4 separate regions of the Mus musculus genome follow, and all the other regions are linked to region 1. A link is a contact called in public HiChIP or PLAC-seq and promoter capture Hi-C data. All regions are on one chromosome and are shown on one strand. Each heading gives the region's core, a stretch centred on a gene start, on an enhancer-like site or on the middle of the called end of the contact. The rest is flanking DNA. Distances are from core to core; before and after follow the strand shown.

The links. Promoter capture Hi-C pulls out the DNA fragments that hold promoters and counts their contacts. HiChIP or PLAC-seq counts read pairs in DNA pulled down with a chosen protein or histone mark.
Region 2: a contact with region 1 is called in a promoter capture Hi-C map of pre-B cells. The contact joins the promoter of Gorasp1 here to the promoter of Ulk4 in region 1. A contact is called at or near these places in 3 of 39 promoter capture datasets (the HPC-7 cell line, cranial neural crest and pre-B cells).
Region 3: an H3K27ac HiChIP or PLAC-seq map of large pre-B cells shows a contact between it and region 1, with 4 times the contacts expected there. The contact joins the promoter of Slc25a38 here to the promoter of Ulk4 in region 1. A contact is called at or near these places in 3 of 39 promoter capture datasets (cranial neural crest, liver and pre-B cells), 1 of 484 Hi-C or Micro-C datasets (erythroblasts) and 1 of 115 datasets of contacts at active chromatin or transcription factors (large pre-B cells).
Region 4: a contact with region 1 is called in an H3K27ac HiChIP or PLAC-seq map of microglia, with 6 times the contacts expected there. The contact joins the promoter of Rpsa here to the promoter of Ulk4 in region 1. A contact is called at or near these places in 5 of 39 promoter capture datasets (frontonasal cranial neural crest, liver, maxillary cranial neural crest and 2 more), 3 of 484 Hi-C or Micro-C datasets (B cells, CD4 T cells and erythroblasts), 2 of 115 datasets of contacts at active chromatin or transcription factors (large pre-B cells and microglia) and 1 of 9 other capture datasets (liver).

What each region holds. Positions count from the first base shown.
Region 1 is chr9:121,275,917-121,278,422 of GRCm38.p6, forward strand. It overlaps Ulk4 (unc-51-like kinase 4), which reads right to left and starts at 1,256. Exons shown (of 37, transcript NM_177589.3): 1 at 1,144-1,256. It overlaps Gm34655 (a long non-coding RNA gene), which reads left to right and starts at 1,831. Exons shown (of 2, transcript XR_003948091.1): 1 at 1,831-2,050.
Region 2 is chr9:119,936,305-119,938,810 of GRCm38.p6, forward strand. It overlaps Gorasp1 (golgi reassembly stacking protein 1), which reads right to left and starts at 1,254. Exons shown (of 9, transcript NM_028976.2): 1 at 1,154-1,254. The coding sequence starts at 1,213. Ttc21a (tetratricopeptide repeat domain 21A) reads left to right here and starts at 1,302. Exons shown (of 29, transcript NM_028735.3): 1 at 1,302-1,446. The coding sequence starts at 1,420.
Region 3 is chr9:120,109,128-120,111,633 of GRCm38.p6, forward strand. Slc25a38 (solute carrier family 25, member 38) reads left to right here and starts at 1,255. Exons shown (of 7, transcript NM_144793.2): 1 at 1,255-1,445. The coding sequence starts at 1,317.
Region 4 is chr9:120,126,514-120,129,019 of GRCm38.p6, forward strand. Rpsa (ribosomal protein SA) reads left to right here and starts at 1,253. Exons shown (of 7, transcript NM_011029.4): 1 at 1,253-1,317; 2 at 1,944-2,109. The coding sequence starts at 1,977. It overlaps LOC115485682 (a small nucleolar RNA gene), which reads left to right and starts at 2,267; the gene lies at 2,267-2,422.

The DNA of each region.
Region 1 (2,506 bases), core at 6-2,505:
TCAGGAAGAGTGGAATTACATCATTTTCAGGAAGATGAATTGAGTCAAAGTCATTGCGGTGATGCTATGAGGTAAGCCAGAGCCAGGCAGACAAACACTACATTATCTCTCTCTGGCAAAATTGAGTGGGAATATACAAAATAGTATATAACCTAGATTTAAACATATATCATATATGAGGAACGGGAGTAAACAGAGGACTACAGGGAAGAAAAATGAGCCTAAAGGGAGGAGAGGCAGGAACAAAGGGTCACGGGAGGCAGTAACGACACAACACCATGTTTCCTCTCATGCAAAATCAAGACATAAAAGTAGGTCCTGTGAAGCCACAAGACAACTATGAGAGGATGAGAAAGAGGACAAGCAGGAGGGGGTAAGAAGAGCAGAGGAAGATAGTGAGGGGCAGACATAAGGAAAACACAAAGACAGACATATAGGAAAATGTCGTAGTGAAGCCCTGAAACTGTATGATAGCTTAAGATGTCATTGTTACAAAAGAACATGGGGCTGAGAAGACGGTTCACCTGGTTAAGTGTTTACTCTGCAAGCCTGAGGACTTGAGTTCAAATACTCAACACACACATAGAAACCCAGTAATCCCAGCTTTGAAGGGCCTACACGGGAGAACCCCAGGAGCTCACTGGCAGGCTAGTCTAGTCTCAACAACCAGCCTCGGGCAGGGGAAAAAGACCTTGTCTCTAGGCAAAAGGCAGACAGGCCAGAGGAAGACACTCAACACCCTTCTCTGCCTGCACACACAGGAGCATCCACCAGTACACTCACATGCATGCGCGCACACTCTCTCACATGTGCAAGAAACCTTGTCAAAACTATCAGTGGACAGAGAGATGGCTCAGCCATTAAGAATACATACTGCTCTTGCAGAGGATCTGAGTTCTGTTCCCAGCACCCACTCCGGGTGGCTCACAACTACCTGTAACTCCAGCTCGAGGAAATCCAACACCATCTTCTGGCTTCCGCAAACACTCAACATGTGCACACGCACGTAAATAAACTTTTTTTTTTTTTTTTTTAAATAAGACTTTAGATAAGTTGCTGTCCTGGGGGAAGTGGTCGCGCCTCTGAGGAGGATGAAGCGGGTCAGAGATGTAACCAGGAATGGAGCCGCAGCTGCCCACCCACCTGCACGATGGTGGGGGACCCGAGTTGCACGCGCTCTGCCTTGCCACGGCGAGGCCACAGCTTGGACAGAGGAAACCGAGGCACCCGAAGACCTGGCCAACTCCCCTGGACGCGTGGGTGAGCCCTCTGCGTCACCATGACAACCTGCGAGACGCGGGGGGGAAAAAGAGCGGGACTTTGATTGGCTGATCGCTACCCAGAAGAACCCGGAAGTGAGCGAGTTTGCGCGCCCATCCAGCGACACTAAGGACCCCACGCCACTTCGAACATGATCTCGCTGGCCTAAGGGGACACTGGAAACTGGAAAGAGACCGGAATCGTGGGCAGTTCTCAGGTTTGCCCGGCGAGCATCCCTCGGTATTTGAAAGCCGCCATCCCATCTCCATGGCAACACAAGGACGGCCGGAAAAGACCCGGATGCTGCCTGGTTGAGCGCTTCCGGCGCTGTGGGCTGGGGCCGGAAATGAGAATCTTTGAGTACACCTAAGTGGCCTTGGGCACTCTAAAGCCAGTGCATCCTTTCTAGAAAGAGGTGGGAGAGATGGCGAGACTCACACAGCCCCACTGCAGGCCCTGCTTGGCGTTTACACGCCCCCTCGTCTCCATGACAGCAATAGGACGCCGGCGATGCAGGGCGCTGATTGGCTGAGATTAGGAGGCATGGACCGGAAGTGGCCGGAGATTGGCGTGGCTAGAGCCAGTCCCCTCCCCATCTGCGCGCCGATGCCTCTGAGCCTCCTCAGGAAACTTCTCGGTCTGGAGCCCGTTGGTCACTGCAGGCTCAGCGGACCGAGGTTAGGACGGATCGGCCTCTCTAGTCAGAGCGTGCAGTGGTGATCAGATCCCACCGGGAAGGCAGCATAATCGCGTGGTCCCAGCCTTCAAGCTGCCTGCGCCGCACATCTTGGTGGGTGGGACTTAAAGTCTTTCACGTCTGCCTGGTCCCAGAGCGTCACAGCTTTAGCTGTTTTGCTGTGTTTCCTTCTTAAACAGGGTTTCACGCTGTAGCCCAGGTTGGCCTCCAACTGGAGTCCTCCAACTTCCATTCTGATGTGAGAGCAGGCTGACAGTATCTATGGAAGGAAGAAAGCCCAACTCAGTTGACCAGAATCGGGCTAGAGATGGGGCTAAAGTTCCTTTTCTAGGTGGGGTGTGGCGGTGGGGAGATAGGACCCTACGTTTCTTGTTTTGTTTTGTTTTTTCGAGACAGCGTTTCTCTGTGTAGCCATGGCTGTCCTGGAACTCACTTTGTAGACCAGCCTGGCCTCGAACTCAGAAATCCGCCTGCCTCTGCCTCCCAAGTGCTGGGATTAAAGGCGTGCGCCACCACTGCCCGGCGGACCCCAAGTTTCTAAGGATAAAC
Region 2 (2,506 bases), core at 4-2,503, 1.3 Mb before region 1:
CAGACGACCTGGGTTGAGTCCCCAGCATGCAAGTGTGACAGCTCCCAAATGCCTATAACTCCAACTTAAAGGGATCTAAAACCTCTGGTTTGCACACTCGTGTGCACAAACAAAAACAACACACACACCAAAAACACATCTCTGTAACGGGTCCTCATCCTCTGACCTGATCAACCTGTCCCCCTTTAACCAGCCCCCCTTGCCTTCACTCCGTCCACCACCCCCACCACCTCACTTCCCTCAGCCCTTGTGCAAAGATCCCAAACTCCTGACTTCCCGTGAACCTGTTTTAAAACACCCCCGGTTGGATGCATCCCAATGTCTGCCAACCCCCAAGCACAAATCTTGTCACTTTGATCTGTAAAGCCAATGTGGCTCTCCAGCTAGAAACCGCTTCCCTAGCCCTGACTCCAGACTTCCTTTGACATAGACCAGAGAGGCATAATGGCTCAGGAGGCAGGCGCACGCAGATGGATTTCTGTAGGTTCCAGCCCAGTCTAGCCTACATAGCAAGTTCCAGGCCAGTCGGGGATACATAATGAGACACCCACAAAATAAATAGATAGATAGATAGATAGATAGATAGATAGATAGATAGATAGATAGATAAGATTTAAGAGGAACCGAGAAAGAGCAGCTGAGAGTTTAACAACAGCTTGAACTAAGTACCAAGATCCTGTCTGAAGGAATGAAGGCAGGCAGGCTGACCCAACAGCCAGACAACCTGACAAACCTGCCCGCCTCCACACAGCTCTGCATCTACCTGCTTTTCAAAGGGGCAAAACAGGGGAGCTGAGTTCAAAGATCTTTCTATCCCCAACTCCATACGGCGTTCTTTATCAACCAGACTATACTTCCCAGCAGCCTGTTCGCTCGTACCTCCCTGCAAGTGACACGTAGGGCCCCATCTAGGTCTCGGGATGTTTCACTCTGGGGTCCCAATGCCCACCCTGGCTCCAGTCATTCTGGCCACTTCACCCCCTCTTCAGCAGCTTTCCCAAAGCCCACGAGCTCTCCCAGCCCCTTGCAATGCTCCTTAGAGAAGGGGCCTCGGATCTTGGACGCGCTGGGCCTCGCAAGGCATGCAGGGAGGTCACTGCAGGCCTCGGGGCTGTGCAACCCTCCCTGGTGATCTTCCACCACCCCGGCTCACCCCGTGCAGATGGAAGCCCTCGCCGCCCGCCGGCTGCTCGCTGCTTGCCCCTAGCCCCATGGCCGCCCTCTCCCGCTGCTGCGTGGCCTAGTCACGTGGGGCCAGGCCACGCCCTCCCGGATGTCACAGTTCTTAGCAACAGGCCAGCAGCCAGGTTGCCAAGGACGCGCGCGCCTTAGACTTCCGGCCGTGAGCTGGGCTGCGAATTGGGCGGCCAGAGCTGGGAATCCCGCTCAGCCGGTCATCACCTGAGCCGGGCTGCAGCCATGAGCAGCGATGACTCCTCTCTCATGGTGCGTGAACTCTGGGCCGCCTGCGCTCGGGACTACTTCTGCAGTCAGGACTGCTGCCCTGGGCTAGCTCTCTGCTCTCTGACCATTTCTGCTCTGGGGTTACCTTTCTGCTTTCTCTGGCCATCTGCCCTTGGGCCACCCTCTGCCACACCATCCACCCTGCTGCCTGCCCTCTGGCCATCTCTACTCTTAGGCTACTTCCACCCCCCAACCACCTCTACCCCTCTGTTCACTACTCTGGCAGCTTCTAGAAGTCCTTCCATCTTCCTCAGCTCCCTAACCAAAGCATTTCCCCTCAGTGTCCTCTGCACCCCTAGCCTCAAATTAGCACCCAGACCTGATCCTATCCCCCAAACCAATCCGTGCCTGTCCATTATCGCATCTGCCTCCCACCTAAGCCATCTGTGTTCCACTGCTATGAGGTCTATGCCCACCTCCAACCCTGTTCCTAATCTAACGAGAAGTGTCAGCTTCCAAAGTCTCCAGAGCCACCATGTATCTCTCCCTTAGACACCTCTGGCCTGGTTTCTCTACTTGGGCTCTTTGCACCAGCACTACTGCCTGGCATTACCCATGTGCCACCTGCAGCCACCCACACATCACTGCACGCAACAGCCAGAGTCATTTCTTTAGAATATCATTTGAGGTAACTGGGGATCTGGCTCAGTTCCTAGAATATGCACCAAGCCCTGATAGCCATAAAACAGGTGTGGTGGTAGGTGCCTTTAATCCTAGCACCGGAGAGGTGGGGAGGGAGGGTCAGAAACTCACCATAGTTGAGTTTGAGGCCAGTCTGGGATACATGAACACCAGGCTCTGCCAAAAGTTTTAAAAATCTGAAAACTTCACTCCCCTACTTAAAGCCATTCGAGCTGGTTCCTGTTGATGACCCTGTCTGACGTCTAGGCTCTTTCAAATGGCCCATGAGGCTTTTACGACCTAACCACATCTATCCCCAACTCAACACCCACAAACCTTAGAGGAAGTGAGCTTTTGCTTTGAAATCTCAGCCCCAATTACTGTGTGATCTCCATGGGCTGTGTCTCCCTGGGCTTCAGCT
Region 3 (2,506 bases), core at 5-2,504, 1.2 Mb before region 1:
CTGAGTCACGACCTGGCCCCGAGGCATGTAAATGAGGTACTGAAAGCATAACCAATTGGGTGTAGACATGCCTGTCCTAGGCCTATATAAGCAGCACTGGTTTTTTGGGCTCGGGGTCTTTCGCTTTTGCTTTCACTATCAAGCTCTCCCAATAAACGTGTGCAGAAGAATCCTGTTGTGGCGTCCTTCTTGCTGTCGAGTCGGGCGTCTACAAACACCTTTAATCCTAGCATTTGGGAGGCAGAGGTAGGTGGATTTCTGAGTTCAAGGCCAGCCTGGTCTACAGAGTGAGTTCCAGGACAGCCAGGGCTATATAAAGAAACCCTGTCTCAAGAAAAAAGAAAAACCTTGTCTTGAAAAACTAAACAACAGAACAAAATAAACATATAAAAAGCATAAAGACAAGGCTTGAGAGCCTGGGTTAGAGCACTTGTAGAGGACCTGAGGTTGGTTTCCAGCACCCAGACAGGGCAGCTCAGGACTGCCTGTGAGCTTCTGGCCTCTGCAAGAAGCTACATTCACACGTACATACCCACACATACAACTAAAAATAAGTCAGGCATGGTATACACGCCTTTAATCCCAGCACTTGGGATTAAAGAGGCAGGTGGAGCTCTACGAGTTCAAGGTCAGCCTGGTCTCCACACAGAGAGACACAGGGGTAGCTAGTGAGTTCCAGGTAGCCAGGGCTATACAGAGAAACCCTGTCTTGAAAAAATAAAAATAAAGAAAACAAAAAAGAAGAAATGTGAATTGTATTTTTAAAAATTTGTGTCTAAAGAGAAGGCATTCATCCTGCTTCAGTTCTTTTTCTTTTCTTTTCTTTCCTTTCCTTTTTCTTTTTCTTTTTGAGACAGGGTTTCTTTGTATAGCCCTGGCTGTCGTGGAACTCTGTAGACCAGGCTGGCCTTGAACTCAGAAATCTGCCCGCCTCTGCCTCCCAAGTGCTGGGATTAAAGGCGTGTGCCTCTACTGCCCGGCGGTCCTTCAGCTCTTAAATAAATTAAATACAATTAAAACTCAGCCAGTCACCCATTTCAAAAAGCGCTTTAAGAATAAATAAATAAATAAATATATTTAATAAGAAAAATATTTAAAAAAAAAAAAGCGCCGAGCAGAAGGCTCTGCAACTGAGAATCACGGACCCTGCAGTTTTAAGTGCAGCCACCAGGTGGCGATGAGATCTCGTCGCCGGATACGCTATGTCACCGGAAGCGGGATCTCACCTTTTTCCTTCTGCTTTCCCCTCCCCCGGAAACATCGAGCCGCTTGTCTCGGGTAATGAGACCTGAGGCCGGGCGGGCAGGCGGGGAGGGATGGGCGTGAGCGCGGAGCCCCGGAGCCTCTCAGTCGCCGGGGCCGGGCTCGCGTCCCCAGTGATCGAGAAGGCACGCTCGGCGCTGCTGCAGTCGCAGGATGTAGAGGACACGGTGGAGACGCTCATGGTGAGTTCGTGGGAGCAGGGGGACCGGGACGGGAGCGGCATTGTGGGGCAGGGGACAGTGCTTCGAGAACATTCTAGTTCTAGAATATTCTAACGGCAACTGATGAGAGCGCCTCGGGGCACCTCGAGCCGCCCGCCGCAGGACACCTTCCCTGACCGGCTTCCCTGCAGGCTTCTGCCTTAGCTTTCGGGGTTCACCAAGGCCACGCCCTTCCGTCGGGTTGGCTGCGCTGCCGGGCTGCCATTGGTGGAGACGGGGGCGGGGCGGGGCGGAGTCTCTTGCTGCCAACCATAAACGGAGGTGGGGCTGTGCAGGGCGGGCCCGGGCTGGGATGTGCCTCAGTGGGGCGAGGATGCATGGCTTTGGGGGATGAATATCTTTTAAAAATTCTTGTTTTTTTGAGTCGGGGCCTCACTGTGTTTCAGATAGGGCTGAAACTCGCTATTTAAACCAGGCTGGCTCCGAAGTGCTAAAGGAGTGTGCTCCCCTATGTCTGGAGCTTTTTGGAAGTCTTTAAAAGATAACCGCTGTGGCTCCCAGGACCATGTCTTTCAAAACTGCATACTTTTTTTCTCTCTGGCCCGCCATCTTTCCCTTTTTGATGTGTGTTGGACGTAGACATTTTGTTGTTTTTCTTTTTGCTGTGGGGTGGTAGAAATTGTGGTACTATTTGGCTGTTGAAATGCTGCTTACTCCCATCGTGTTTTGCGTAGTACGATTTGCTCATTGTGCTTTTAGTGTTTATTTTTATCTATGTGTGTTGGGGGTAGGTGCACAAGAGTGCAGATGCCGAAGAAGGCCAAAAGAGAACGTTGGTATCTCCTGGAGCTGGAGCTGTGAGCACCCCTTTCTGTATGGGTGCTGGGAACCTTATGGTCCCTCTGGAAGAATACACTTTGGACTAGTCTCTAGCCCTTACTGGTTGTTTTGATCTATTCTCACACTTAAAAAATTGGAATATTCAGCTTTCTTTAAGTCGTGTATAATAAGGTATGCTACTAAAATAAATCGAAACTTGAAGTTGGAGGTGTGGCCTTTCAGGAAAGCACCTTCGTCTCCAT
Region 4 (2,506 bases), core at 3-2,502, 1.1 Mb before region 1:
ACAGCCGCAGGGAGCTAGGCCACTCTATTTTTTCTTTTTTTTAAAGACAGGGTTTCTCTGTGTAGCTTTGGCTGTCCTGGAACTCATTTTTGTAGATTAGACTAGCTTTCAACTCGTAGAGATCTGCTTGCCTCTGTCTCCTGAGTGCTGGCTAGGATTACAGGCATAGGCCACCACTACCTGACCTGAACATACCACTTAATAGATTTTAGAATATTCTGTTTTACTTAACAAGATATCTTGATACACATTCACGATGTGGCAAGTTAAATGCTTTGTTCTTTTTAGTTTTACCGTTTTATATTTATTTTTGAGACAGAGTATGACTATAGCTTCAAATTCATGGTCCTCTTGCCCCAGCAAGAACTGAAGAAACCCAGAGCCTTTCGATGTTAGTACTCTACCACGGAGCTGCACCCACACTCCTCTGGGTTTTTGATCTATTATTTTTGTTGTATGCATATATGGTTATCCTTCAGTATCTGTGGGATTTGTTCCAGAACCACCTATGGATGCCAAACCCATAGATGCTCAAGTCCCTAATATAAAATGGTCTGAGCTGGGCGTGGTGGCACACGCCTTTATTTAGCCCCGGCACTCCGGAGGCAGAGGCGGGCGGATTTCTGAGTTCGAGGCCAGCCTGGTCAATAAAGTGAGTTCCGGGACAGCCAGGGCTGTACAGAGAAACCCTGTCTCGAAAAACAAAACAAAACAAAAATAGTCTGGTATTTTCTAATAACCACAACCCTCCCACAGACTCCAAGTCATCTCTAGATTACTTGAGACATGGAATACAGTAATAAACGCTTTGTAAATAGATGACGCATCCAAATTTCTCCCTGCTCCCTTCAACACTTTTGTAATATCTTACTGGGTAACTACTATTTTGTAGTTCTCAAATGTAGGAAGGAGCCAGTACCAGAGGGGCAGGCGGGTGTGTGCTCCTGGAGTTAATCCTGACATAGGTGGCCCAGCTTGAAGCCTATTCGTCACTCAGCGGACCAAAAGCTACGGACTTTCCACGCTCGCTCCCCCCCCCCCACTCCCCCCCCTCGCCCCAGCTACTTCCGGCCTGGGGTCTGTGCAGCGACTGCAGCCGCGCAGGCGCGGGCCACTTTAACTTCCGCTCCGCGCGCGCTACAGCGGGCCCACTCACTGAATCTGCGCGTGCGCCAGAGGCTTTTTCCGGAGCGGAAGTTCTCCCTTTTTGCTTAGCCTGCTTTGCCATTGGCTGGCTGTGGGTTATTTAAGGACGTCATTTCCGGCCGCCCGTCCTTTCGCGCTACCCGGGGACGGGTCCATACGGCGTTGTTCTTGGTGAGTCTCACGTGGAGCCCTCGGCGTCTCCGGACGCCGCGGGACGCGCGCTTACTAGCTTCCCGCGCCATGGGTGGGCGCGGAGGGCGCCGAGGCTGCGTGTGCCGGGGCGGCTTGGCTCCTGGCGGCAGCGCCACGTGCTGGCCCGCAGTTAGGTGGGGCGGGCGCCACTGCGGGGCCCTTCTGCGGTTCGCGCCACGCTCGAGGGCCCTGTCGGCAAGATGCTGGGAAAAGTGCTTGTGAGGCGCATGGAGATGGGACGGGAACTGCCGGCCAGTCTCGAAATACAACTCCCGAAGCACCCCGATCATGGCCGCCTTTGCGCAACTCTCGGTGCAAAGAAGCAGCTATACTTAAGTAGCTATCCTGTAGTCAGTGTGCCTGCGGAGGCGCTAACTTCAACTGTCCAGTTTTTCTATATGTGCTCTGCTGACAAAGTCACTTTCCTTAGTGACTAGGTGGCCAGAAAAATCGAAAGGCAAGGAGGAATAAGAACACAACCCATTTCAGCTCAGATGATGTGCTGCGCCTAGTGGCATACGCCTTTAGTCCCCCTCTCAGGAGGCAGGGCAATCTTGTGAGTTCTAGTGTCAGAAGAAAAAAGATGAATTTTATTCCTTTTTTAGATTCCCATCGTAACTTAAAGGGAAACTTACACAATGTCCGGAGCCCTTGACGTCCTGCAGATGAAGGAGGAGGATGTCCTCAAATTCCTTGCTGCGGGAACCCACTTAGGTGGCACCAACCTTGACTTTCAGATGGAGCAGTACATCTACAAAAGGAAAAGTGACGGTCAGTTGCCACCTGTGATAGTCAGTTCCTGACTATGGTGCTCTAATGGGTATAGTGCCTGGTAACTGAATGGTTGGTGTTGGAGTGCTACTCTGGCTTGTGATGTAACTAAGAGGATGTGTGGGAAGGGGCCAGAGGTCATGGAGGACTGACTGACCCTGCACACTATTAAAGCTCAGAGTGGAGGCCAGTCTTGGCCAGTGAACTTCTGAGTGTCGGAAGTGTGCTACATTGAATTTATGGCAGGATTTTCGCTAACACCAGTAGAGCTTGCCTCTATGACTGGAGTTTGGTAGTGGTCACTGCCACATGCGTATGCCTTACCTTCCCACAGTGTCCATTCACAAGGCTATGAGGCTAGCAAGCCTGTCTGGGACACCCACTTTAAACTACTTGT